Linked DNA regions of Mus musculus: region 2 is linked to region 1. A link is a contact called in public HiChIP or PLAC-seq data. All regions are on one chromosome and are shown on one strand. The core of a region is the stretch at or near the end of the contact, and the rest is flanking DNA. Distances in the headings are between cores, read along the strand shown.

The links. HiChIP or PLAC-seq counts read pairs in DNA pulled down with a chosen protein or histone mark.
Region 2: an H3K27ac HiChIP or PLAC-seq map of microglia shows a contact between it and region 1, with 6 times the contacts expected there. The contact joins the promoter of Spg20 here to the enhancer-like site in region 1. A contact is called at or near these places in 6 of 115 datasets of contacts at active chromatin or transcription factors (craniofacial prominence, embryonic basal ganglia, embryonic forebrain and 3 more) and 1 of 9 other capture datasets (liver).

What each region holds. Positions count from the first base shown.
Region 1 is chr3:54,705,059-54,711,576 of GRCm38.p6, forward strand. It overlaps Supt20 (SPT20 SAGA complex component), which reads left to right. Exons shown (of 25, transcript NM_001358015.1): 7 at 1,802-1,918; 8 at 2,030-2,083; 9 at 3,199-3,338; 10 at 3,973-4,129; 11 at 4,215-4,271; 12 at 5,343-5,414. Among named protein-coding and RNA genes, the nearest start is that of Supt20, 13 kb to the left of the region's middle. Within about 2 kb of position 4,108, at least 85 of the 459 cell types and tissues checked have an H3K27ac peak or open chromatin away from gene starts, as enhancers often do. A contact at or near this core is called in microglia, where this site is marked.
Region 2 is chr3:55,108,952-55,115,469 of GRCm38.p6, forward strand. Spg20 (spastic paraplegia 20, spartin (Troyer syndrome) homolog (human)) reads left to right here and starts at 3,157. Exons shown (of 9, transcript NM_144895.2): 1 at 3,157-3,266.

The DNA.
Region 1 (6,518 bases), core at 2,858-5,357:
GCACTGCCATAGGCAGCTTAGTACTTCTACAATTGCTGTAATAAATTACCCTGGAAATGTCCCAAGGTTAAAATTCAATTCTGGAAGAATCTGTTTTCGCTGTTTATGAAGTGTGCTTACACATCAGAAACAAGGTACTTTAAAAAGTAACCTGGAGGTGACCACTTGCCCTGCTCTCCTTGCTGTCTTGGCCTGACTCCCATCCCTTCCTGGTACCAGTGGACCAATATTCTTGCATCTCTCTTCACACTTTCTTTGCTGTTATCATGGGTGAATTCCATTCCTAAGGCCTGCCCCTCATTTCATTTCTAAATGTTACCCTTCTCCGTGGCTTACAACCATAATTTCCCACCAGATACAGATCACAAACATGCTGTGTTCTCAACTTGAAAACCTCTCCTGACCTCATTGTTTTTCTCAGCTGCTGATTTAGAGGTCTCCTTATCACTTCCAAGCTTGTCTGTGATCTCCTTTTTATCATCTTTCTTTGCTCACCTATCCAGCACTCCTTAGCTGACTCTACCGGTGTGGCATCATTAGTCACTTTCTGTTTGAATTTCAGTCAGTTAGTATACAGGTGGAATGTTGCATGCCTTTCATCCCAGCATTGGGGAGAGTCGGAAGTTAAAGGCATCTTCAGCTTCATGTTCATTTAATAAGTAAAGTAAATAGAAAAATGATTACAGGGAAAACAGTTTACACATGTGTGGTTGGTTGTTTGGGGAATATTGAATGGATGAAGATACTGCCAATAGCTGGATGTTTAACTGAGTTGATTAAAAGAGGGTTGTTCTCATTAATCTCGGCTAGAGAAATAGCTAGTGGTTGGCCTTAGGTAGCAGGTTATGTGCTGTACAGAGCTTTAAGGGCAGGAGTGATTAGAATAACTAGGCGGGTGTAGGTAGGTATTGGTATAGTACGCTCCCAATGGCTAACAACAGAATGGTAAAAGGTGCAGTGTTGGCTTAATGTAACATTGTAAATAGTCATTGTCAAGATTGTGATTAGTAGATCCCGAGCATAAATAGAAGTGCTTTAAAGAAAGCGTGCACACAAGGAAGTAGCTCCTAGATTAACTGTTAGGATTGGGTCTGGTTGATTAAAGGTAATGACTACTATGGTGGTATTGATTTGGATTTGAGCACAAATAGCTGTAATGGTGTAAAATACCTGAAATATACATTTGCGAGGGATGGATAGGAGGTGAGTTGCAGCAAAGAGTGCTAAGGTTTCTTAAGCCTGCAACACAGCATAGTTGGAGTTAAGTCTGTGGCTAGCTCCTTTTGTTAGTACACTCTAAAAGTCTAGAAATTTTAGGAAAGCAAATAGTGAAGGTTTATCTAAAGGCTGAAATTCTGGCACAGTTGATTGACAGTGTGTAACAGTGACAAACTACTACATAACAATGGCGCAGCTAGCAGAGTGCAGTGATGAGCCTGGGAGCTCAGTCTCAGGAGCTACAGTAACCTCCCCTCTAACGTACGGACGCCAGAGTCATCCTGATGTCAGTGGATGCAATTGCTCTTTCATCCTGATGTCAGTGGATGCAATTGCTCTTTATAATGATGAACCTAGAAATAAATAAATAAATAAATAAATAAATAAATAAATAAATAAATAAATAAATAAATAAATAAAGGTATATCCAGTAAAGAGACCCACTGAATGTATAGAGCTTAAAGAATGGGAACCATTCACTACATGGTTGCTTATTTTGGTGAACTCGTTTATTATTTGAAAGCTTGTATATTATCTGAAAAATGACATTTACCTGAACATTGTTTTTTTTTTTACTTAACAGGTTAATATTTTTCATTGTGGATGTGTGATAGCAGAAATACGTGACTATAGGCAGTCCAGTAATATGAAGTCTCCTGGTTACCAAAGTAGGCACATTCTCTTACGTCCAACAATGCAGGTATGGAAAGTTTAATTAGAAAGTACTGGCTTTTGTTTTAGTTGGATTTTTATTAAATGTCTGTATATTTGTAAGAACATACCTGTTTTTTAAATGTTTTGTTTTTTCTAGACTTTAGTCTGTGATGTCCATTCTATAACAAGTGACAACCATAAGTGGACCCAGGTTAGTTCTCTCTCTAACCCCAAGTAGGCCACACTCAATGTGAAGCATCAGTGAGACGCTCCCTTGCTGACGTTAGAGTGGTGTGTTAGGTTGGATGCTTGGACAAAACCAAGGTTCCCTTACGAGCTTTAGGGTCTTGTACTTCCTGTATATTTAGAAATCCCTCAAGGAACTGCTTATAGTCCAGTCCCAGTTGTTTCCAGCCTTGCTGATAAACTGGAGTTAAGTTAACCAATGAAGCCTAATGTAAAAATTGTTTTTTTTATCCTCTTGAACAAAAGCTTCATTGTTACTATTGAAAACAAATAGATTGTGATTTTCCTTCATATAGGATTCTATAATTCTACAGGAAGCCTGGCTTTTATCCCTTCCTTCCTTCATCCCTTTCTTCCTTTCTTTTCTTTTTCTTTTTGAGGTAAGATCTCTAGCCTAGGCTGGCTTGGGATTTGAGATCCTGCTACCTGAGCCTCCTGAGGTCTGAGTGTCTCTCTCTCTCTCTCTCTCTCTCTCTTTCTCTCTCTCTCTCTCTCTCACTCACACACGCACACGCACACGGTCTAACAGGACTTCTTAGCGCTGACATCAGCTAATTGATACTTTAGTTCTAGCTCTTGTTTACCTGTTGCTTTGGAGAGAAAATGTCAGTAATGTGAGGTTATCCTCTGTGAAATGTGCTTGTGAATTAAGATTCAGTTTATCTGTAACTCGTGAGTGATGAGGTTTAATCTGGGCTGTTATTTTTCTATCTATAAGGTTGGAAGTTGTTCTTGTTAGAGACAAACTTGCATTCACACTAGAGAGCAGAAAGCATCATTTTCTTAAGCCGAGGACTAGTAAAAGAGAGAGTATAACTATTCTCAGATATTCTACCATTTCTGGATCCACTATTTTAAACAGCCAAATAAATACCCACTCCGTGGATGTGACTGTTTTATAAATCATGCAGATAATTCGGTTTCCATTAGAAGTTTCTTTATCTTGTTAATGTTCAAACTTGAGTTACTGCTACATTCACTTTAGTCTTCAGCAACTTCCTGAGAATATTTCTGGGTAAATGATGTATGTTTACATTATCAAAAATGCATCTGAGGCTGACATACAACTGTGTATTTCAGGAAGACAAACTTTTGCTTGAGAGCCAGCTGATTCTAGCTACAGCAGAGCCACTGTGTCTTGACCCATCGGTGGCAGTAGCGTGCACTGCCAATAGGCTGCTCTATAACCGGCAGAAGATGAACACTCGCCCAATGAAACGGTAACCACCAGCACTTGGGTAACACAGGCTCTTAAGTTTGACATCGTTGCTAGCCAGAGTGCCCTTTCCCTTGGCATGTGAGGGCTGGAATTCTAAGTTCAAAAATGGGATTTTTCATGGCCTTGTATTGTGGATTTATGTTATAGACCTTTTTAAAAAATATTTTCTGCATTATTATAAAGTAATATTTTCCTCAGTCTTTTAAAGAAGGAACTTTTATAAGTTTATGGTCTGTTCACCAAAATGGTTGTGAGGCTGTAAGAAGACTAGATAGAAACAGAAGGGTAGTTGCTTCACTGCTTCTCAACACTAATTGGAATCAGTTAACAAGGAAACAATGTGTAACTTAACGAGTTTTGAGAAAATACAATCACAATTTTTAGAGATTAGCTTATAATGACTGCCTCTCTAGTTCTGGATTCAAACTAGTGTGGCTCCATGGTCATGAGTATTTTGTCTTGTTCTTTTTCTTTCACCTGTGCTTAAAGCTTGCTGGTGTGAAAGTTGTATTTATAGATGGAGTGTGTGAGTGTGTGTGTGGTAAGTGGGTATCTGTGATGGAGTCTGTGATCTGTGCCTGCTCCTTTTCCCCGTGTGGTAGAGTTGCTGCTTCATTGCTTCCTGTCTGTTGTAGGTGTTGGAAGAGGTACTCCAGGTCCTCCCTGAACCGCCAGCAGGACCTCTCTCACGGCCCTCCTCCCCCTCAGCTGAGACTACTTGATTTCTTACAAAAGCGGAAGGAAAGGAAAGCAGGCCAGCATTATGACCTCAAAATTTCCAAAGCAGGAAATGTAAGTAGTCGCTAAGGTGCTCGCTGTACGAATGACTGGCTGTGCTTTAGGGTTTCCGAGTGACTGTACTGTTTTTACTTTTCAGTGTGTAGACATGTGGAAACGGAGCCCCTGTAACTTGGCTGTGCCTTCTGAAGTAGATGTAAGTTCATGAAAAAGCTGTACACTGACACAGGGTCAAAGGCCAGCATTAGGAAGCCAGTGCTGTGAGGAAGTGAAGGGAAGAAAAGAGCAGCTTGTTTGAAACAGTAAAAGTTGTCATTTCAAGAGTCTGTCGTATCAGTCATGTAAGTCTGTGGTATTGAGTGGACCGCCAATCCAGCCTCAGTTAGTTACATAAGAGCATACATTTGAATAGAGTTCTGTGTTAGGAGCAGAAAGAATGTTAAGGCTTCCAAATGTGGAAAGAGTATGGCATATTTTATATAGTGACAGGAAATGACCTTGTGCCATTCTGTAGTGGTCCTTCATAATTAACTCAAAATGCTTCCGTGTTCAAACTGGTAAAATTTAAAGATGAGTAATCTTAGAAATTTGGAATTACCAATAGTATTGTTTACTAATATTCATAAGACACATGAGTGCTAAGTGATCATAAAGGCATTATAAAGGACTATTTTAGATTTCATTTTTTGTTTCTCTTAGTATGTATTTTTTAGATATATATTTGGTGTGTGTGTCCGTGTGCAGACTATAACACATATGGAAAACCAGAGAGCAACCATTGAGGGATGAGTCTTTGCTTCTACCACGGTATTCCTGGGCTGCAGACTCGGAACTTCAAGTTTCAGTGGCAAGAGCCTTTACCTGCTAAGCAATCTTGCCAGTTTACTTAATTCTTTATGATAGTTGTTTCAAAAATTATTTACTATTTCAAGAATGCTTTTTGTAACAATTCTAGCAGTTCTTGCTGTTTTAACAGTTAAAGCACAAAGCCAGAGACATCTATAGACTATGTATACAAACCAAGAAAGAAAGCCATATTATCTTGTTGCATATGTGGCCTCCAGGCATCCAGTGCTCTTAACCTCTTAACCATCTGTAGTCCCACATGCGACACTTAATTAAACATATCAGGAGGTTTAAAACTTGACAAGTGCTTGGTGATACTGCTAGTTGAGACCCTTGTGCCCACATTGATTCTGTGAACTGTGCAGGTTCTTGTCTTTGTTCCGATACTGACTATATTTGATTCAACATCTTCATTGTTTAGGTGGAAAAATATGCTAAAGTGGAGGAATCCATCAAATCTGACGACTCACAGCCAACAATGTGGCCAGCTCATGTAAGTAATCAGTTCCAATCTCTTTGACTAATGATCCAGTTGCCCGTGTATTTTTTTTGTTTGGAGACAGTGTCTCTTTTGGCCCAAACTGGCTTCAAACTTGTAGTGTAGTCAAGGTTGACCTCAGACATACTGATCCTCTGGCTTTCACTGCCCAGGTGCCAGACGTGCCTCTTCCGTATTGTAAAGTATGTTGTTTATAAGCTGGGCTCTGAAGTTATTAAACAGAAAACAACTTTTAATGTATAAGTTTTTTTTTAAGTGTATTTGGAGTACTTGTGGGCTTCAGGAAAATATAATTAACCCTGAGTGTGTTTTTCACTTTACAGAGAAGTTTTAATATAACACTACCTTTTTATGTGGGGCATTGGAGCCCATGCCTGTAATCTCAGCTCTTGGAGGCAGGGGCAGGAAGCTCTCAACTTGATGGCCAGTCTGAGCCACATAGGGAGCTATTCAAAAACCAAATTAGGAGTCCAGCCCAATGGTACATAACTGTAAGTCCAGAATAGGGAAACTGCTGCTGGGAAAAAGATGTCTCTGAGACAGCCTGGGCTACAGAGTGAGACTCTTTCAGAAAACTAGTGCAATGTTCTGTTCTGCCTACTTGTTGGTGGTCCTCACCTGTCTTGTTTCAAATTAGTGTGTTCTTGTAAAGATGTTCTTGTTTGAGCGGTGGTCTCCTGTGTGACCGAGGCTTGCCTGGAACTTTGCTTCTTTACAGCTGCTCTCTCACTTGTCGCCATTCTGCCGCCTGCCTCTGCCTCCTGAGTACTGGGATTATAGGCATGTGCCACAGTGCCTGGCTTAAAGACAGCTCTGAAGGGAAATGTTCTGATGCTCTCATCGTAATAGTCTCTTAAAGGGAGAAGTTGGAATAACATTTTGAATGGACTCTAAGCACAAGATAATAAGATTTATAGACATCTTTAGGATGTTTTGTATGAATGGCATATGACAAAAATATTTCCACTTTGAAACTTTATACTCAGATTGTTAACTATTGCAGTTGTGTGTACAATGAGTGAATCTCTGTGAGTGTCTTCCTGGCTTGGAGAGATGCCACATTGGAGCACTTAGCATAAAGGAAGGTAAAGAAAGGGC
Region 2 (6,518 bases), core at 1,907-4,406, 400 kb after region 1:
TCCTAATCTAGGAGGCTGGAAATTTCCAAGACTGGAAAGTTTGCAATGCCATGGATCCAAACCCCTCATTTGATTTCATAGGTGACAGTCAAGATGTAAACTCACTTAAAACTGTGTAAAGTTACCTTAAGCCTGTGTGTGTAAGTTATATATGAAACGTAAATACATTTTGTTGAAATTTAGGCCTCATCATCTCCCTAATGCCTCATCATGTCTGTACAAATATTCTGAATTTTAAAGTGTGCGAAGTCTGAGATATTTCTGCTCCCAGGCATTTTGGATGAGCAATACTTGACCTAGAAGATGCAATACGATGAAAGAGCAATGTGGCCCTGGAGAGTGTCCCTATTTATGTCAGGGTTATGCAGGGTCAGCTGGGCCTGCAGTTGGTAGTGAGAATGGCCCTGAAGGTCAGCATTTCACCGGTACAATAGCTTAGTTGTATACTTAGCAATAGCCTAGCTGTATACAGAAGCAGTCATGAACATAATTATATCTCACAGAACCAAGACTAAACATGTATCCAACTTAACTTGTCCACTCTTTGAATCCCCACATCCATCTCATCAGTGAGGATGAGAAAATGGAGAGTTGTAACTGGTAAGAGCCCCTGGATTTTTATCAAAATACATATGACCACAGAGCACATAACCGGAACTGGCTTAGAAGCAGCCTGTGCAAAGTAGGAGCCCTCATTGCTAGCCAAGTCATCCATATCATGCTGACCATTTAAAATGCAATGGTAATACTTAATCAGAGATATCAAACTGATCAAAGAGGATAAAAAGCCTCAGATAAAACTTTTACCCTAATTTTACATATGCTGCATACTTTTCATTGAAGCCATTAAAATATACGACACTGTGGTATTTTGTGGCTCTGTAAAACCCCAGAAAAAAAAAAGGGGGGGAATTGTTTTAAATTTAAGTCTCTACAAAGTTCCTAATAGAATGCAGCAAATGAAGAAACATCCCTTAAAAAACAAAACAAACAAACAAAAAATCCCTAAAACTCAATAAGAACAGCAACGTTTTTGGCATTTGAATCTAGTCTTTCTTTCTCTCCCTCACTCCTTCTCTCCCCTTCCCCCTTCTCTAATGTCACTGAAATGGAAACTACCCCAGATGCTTACAGCCAAGAGCAGGGTCCATGGCCAGCAGTTGAGAGGGATTTCCTCCCCAGAAGGAGGGGTCCCAGCATCTCTCCTACTACCTCTCCTCCCTGTTGCTGAAGCTAGGTTAGGGATGAGAATGGCTGCAAGTGTGTGTGTGTGTGTGTGTGTGTGTGTGTATGTGTGAGTGTATGTGAGTATGTGTGTGTGTGTGAGAGAGAGAGAGAGAGAGAGAGAGAGTGTGTGTGTGAGAGTGTATGTGATTGTGTGTGTGTATGTGATTGTGTGTGTGAGTGTGTATGTGTGAGTGTATGTGAGTATGTGTGTGTGTGAGTGTATGTGATTGTGTGTGTGTGAGTGTGTATGTGTGAGTGTATGTGAGTATGTGTGTGTGTGTGTGTGAGTGTGTGTGTGTATGTGTGAGTGTATGTGAGTATGTGTGTGTGTGTGTGTGTGTGAGTGTGTGTGTGTGTGTGTGTGTGTGTCCCATCTAGATACCACTAGAGGATGAAGACATTAATTTGAACACTGCATGCTGGAAATACCTGGTCCCAATCACTCCAAATTGTCAATCTTTGTAAAGCCATTTTGAAGTATTTCCTAGAAATTGAGTGTGTGAGTAACTATAATTGGTAGCAAGTAGATCTGTAGACAAGTGACTTAATTTTATTGCCTGAAGAAATGGAGGGATTCTTTGTCTAACACACACACACACACACACACACACACACACTAGATATGACATTGTAAAATGATTTTGAGCATATGATTTGAAAGCAGTTAAAGAATAAAGGCAGGATGCCATTATAAAATCCTACCTGATTCACTTAAACAAAATAAATAGGAGTGTGTCCTAGTTATATTTGTTGCTATGATTCAGAGGAATAAGAAGAGGTTTAACTCAGGTCACTGGTCCAGGTTATAATCCAGTATTATGAGAAAGTCAAGCAGGAAATCAAACATCTAGATATATCACACCTACAGTCAAGAGCAGGGAGAAAGGAATTAACTCAGGCTTGCCTGCCTGATTGCTTGTGCCTAGTGCATTTTCTCCATTCTTTCAAGGCCTCCTATCTTGGAAATGGTGCTGCCCACAGTGAGCTGGGTCATGCCACATCAATTAACTTAAGACACCCCCCACACATCCAACCTAACGCAGACCATCTCTCATCGGGACTCTACCCAGGTGATTACAGGTGGTGTCAAGAGAGGGAAAGGAATTTTACAACGACTGAATTATTTGAATCAAGATAAATGGATAATTTTATGAACAATTCTAACTAGGGGTAGACTTTGCTGGGCTGGTTTTGGTTACTTAACACTCCCACCAGTAAGGCAGGAGGACCGGAAAAAAAACCATCTTGCCAAACCCTTTTCTGCTTATCTTTTGATTACAGCCATTCTAATGAGACAGAAGTTACATCTCATTTTGATTTGAGTTAGCCTGAAGACTCGTGATAGTCACTATCTTTTGTTTGTTTGTTTGTTTGTTTTCGAGACAGGGTTTCTCAGTATAGCCCTGGCTGTCCCGGAACTCTCTTTGTAGACCAGGCTGGCCTCGAACTCAGAAATCTGCCTGCCTCTGCCTCCAGAGTGCTGGGATTAAAGGCGTGTGCCACCACGCCCGGCGGATTCACTATCTTTTGATATTCTTTCTGGTGGTCTGTATATCTTGTCTAAAGAAGGATCTACTCAAATCTTTTATTCACTTTTAATTGTTGCACTTATAAATTATTATGGTGTGTTCTTTATGGATTACAGAGCAAATAAAAAATAATGACCTCTTCTTCACTGCTGAGCCGTCTCTCCAGCCCCCAGCCTTGTGAGGTTTTTGTTTGTTAGTTTGTTTTGTTTTTATGTCACAGATTTAACACTTTGCACAGGTCAGGCAAGGTCCCAGGTTCCAGGCAACCATTTGTTCTCCCAATCCTCAGTGCCCGACCCAGGTCTCCCCCTGGCGGCCGGAAGCTGTCATTGCCGTGGCACTGCGGGTCCCTTCGGCGGCCCCAGGGCAGCCGGTACGGAGTGCGCAGGCGCGGTCCGACGTGGCCTGGGCCTGGCTGAGGCCGGAGGGTGTGTGGGGCCTGCAGTTGCGCGCTCTCCGTGGGCTCTCGGGCTCGGAGCGGACCGCTGGCTACCCGTGCGCCTTTGGAAGGTCAGAGTGGGCAGAAGCTCAGCTCCGCGCCGGTGTGGTGACGCGTGGGCGGGGCCGGACCTAGAGGGCGTCACGCGGGGCTTTGTGAGCCGGGTCCACCCCGGGACGCCCAGCGGGGGTGGGGGCTGCGGCCCGGGTCCAGGCGGCATCTTGCTGAGAGCCCTTCTGCCAAGGAAGTTTCCAGAAGTCCTGCTGAGGCTATTCCAGCTAGTACTGAAGGAGCCTTCGCCCATCTTTCGTCTCCTACAGCTCTGGCCCGGGGAGCGGCGCTCAGGTCCTAGATCCTCCTGCCCCAGGAACCCGCGCATCCCTGGTGCTGGCCCTCCCATCCTTGGTCCCTTCTTATCCCCGGCGCTGGTCCTTCAATCCTGCGCCCCCGCGCATCCTTGGTGTGCGTTTACCTATCCCTGATCCTCGCTTGTCCCTTGGTTCGGATCCTCCCATCCCTGATCTCTGGTGATCCCTAGTGTGCGTCCGCCACTGTTCCCTCTCCAAACCCCACTGGCTTTCTTGCTCCTCTACAGCTTGTCCAACGTTGGCAGCTGAAAGCGCCAGGAGCCACAACACTGGCAGTGAATGGAGCGGGCATTGGTAATTGGGATACAAGTTTACTGGCTTCCAGCATCTCAAAGGACCCCCGAGGCCTAACTTTAGGTCTAGAAAAGTTTTCTCTGGGAGTGTGTGTGGTTTTGTGAGGCTACTTTATTGCTCTAGTGTACGGCTGGTTCCGTTATTCCCCATGGTTGTGGGATTGCTTAAGGATCCTCGAGATTTGCTTTGTTGTATTATAAACGGAACGGTTTTTGATCGATGAAATGACCCTCGGATACCTAAGAATTTAGCAACTGTTTTAAAATTTTCAGAAGCAATTAAGTGAATAATGAGTGCTCCTAGTTCTGAGGGAACTGGTCTTGGTTGGTGTGCCTTCCTGATGGTCTTAATTGTGTTTGTGGAGGACTTGTTTGAAACAGGAAACCTCTGTATTTTGAGGAATGTGGTTTGTTGCCCACGTGGTGCGCGGTACAATCTGAAACATACAGTTCCCAAGCAAGAAAGAATTGTTGGAATGGTTCTAGAGTTGAACCCTCCCTGACAATCAGTCCCCCATGTTCCCGACCCAGATAGGAGGAGTGAGGGATGTAGCTTAGTACAGTATGCTCAGTATAGTTGATCATGAAATATTGTACACGTCAGAGAGAGACGAAAATCTGCTACTTTCATTTTAAAAATGTTATATCTGGGTGATGAGTAAATTAGCCTTATTTCATCATTCTATATTTAAATTAAAAGTCTGAATAATGGGACTGGAAAGATGGTTCAGCAGTTAACAGGTTATCTGCACTTGTAGAGTACCCAGTGCCCATTTCCAGCTTCACCGGAACCTCCCCTCCCCCACATATGCATAATTAAAAATACTAAAAAACAAATATTAAAAAATTAGAATAGTTCAAAAATCAGACTTCACAATCACTTTGTACCCTATAAATGTTAACCTGCCAGTATATAATCTGAATAACAAACCCTTCCCATTCCCCGTTTTGTAACAGACCAGGCATGCTGGCATCAGAACTCCTGTTGCTGGCTGTTTCCCCATAAGCACAGTTATTTGCTACTTTCTCTGTCGTGGAATAGAACTGAGTTTCCAAGTATTTTTAATCAGAACTTTACTTCTGGTGCAGAGTGAACCACATACATAGCTGAGTTTAAAGTAGGTGTTTCTTACATCTTTTATTAGAAAATTTAAACAGGAGTGAGGACACTAACCCTGAGGACCTGAGTTCAAAAACCCCCAAACCTGTATAAAGGTATAATCTCTGCCCTCATATTGGGAGATGAGAGGCAGAGACAGGAGACTCCCCAGAAGCTAGCCTTGTCTACCAAACAGGAAAACACAAACAAACAAACAAACAAAAAGAAGCAAAAGACCCTGTTTCAGACAAGGTGAAAGACCAGGACATACACCCAGTTGTCCTCTGACCTCCCCAGGCCCCAGGGCATGTGACTGCCAACATTTTACAAGCAGAGATCTGTATACACAAGTGAGAGAGAGAGAGAGAGACAGAGAGAGAGAGAGACAGAGAGACAGAGAGAGAGAGAGACAGACAGAGAGACAGAGAGGGAGACACAGACACACACACATAGAGACAGAGAGAGAGGGAAACACAGACACACACACATAGAGACAGAGAGGGAAACACAGACACACACACAACAGAGAGACAGAGAGAGAGACAGAGACAGACAGAGAGAGAGCGTGAATATGTTTAAAAGTCCACCCTTGTTATCTAGAGCAGGTATTGGTTCGTGACTTGGTGATTGGACTGTTAAGCTAATGAAAGCACTGTTTATTTAGTACTTTCGATTGGCACTCCACTTTCTTGTAACCAACATTGAGAATTAAAGCATATGAAATCATTAACTTTTCAATCTTTTTGAGACATTTGGTAAACAGTTTTTTTTTAGAGTTTTTTTTTTTTTTTTCCACAGTTTTTTTTCAGTGCCCAGATATGCCTGGGCACTGCTTGATTCTCTGTTTATTCTGAGCACATGAGTCCAGCCTGCTGCCCAGAAGCCAAAAGCCACAGAGCCATGGCTGCAGCCCAGCGCTTCATAGATGGCACTGTCAGAAGGTTACACTCTCCTAAGTTCACGCCTTCTTGTGCCCCAAGGGAAATGAAGTATGGAATGTTTGTCCTGTGGCTTCTGAGAGGAAGGGGTTGGAATCCGTGGAAGCCTAAGGCATTATGACACAGCAGAATAGATTGCAAGGAACGTGTGTCAGCAGTGACCCCAGGATAGGACAAACATGGGTTTTTATATTGCCACTTGTATATGCTAGTTCCTGAATTGGGGGCTGATCTTGTCTTGTCCACTGTCTTAAAGTCCACTCTATTGGCTCGTTTTTCACTACTAGGAAGTCTCACTACTAAAGTCTGTGGTGCCTTCATTGTGTAGAGTTATAGAAGCACTCTTCTATTCCTTGATGTTTGTTTTGGTTTTTTTTTCCTGTCCTGAGAAGCTGTAAGGAGTCCACAGTGACCAGCAGGGGCACATGTGACAGTTGACTGTTAGCTGTCAGACATATTGGACTTGACATAAACTCTTAAGTACAGTGTAGGCTGTCTTTCTAAGACATGACACAAAGAAAAGCAAAGTATTTACAAATCATTTTTATAGTGGTTACAACTCAGAATAATAGTGTGGCTGTATTTGATAAATAAAAGCTATCATTAAAATTTCACCTGTTTCATT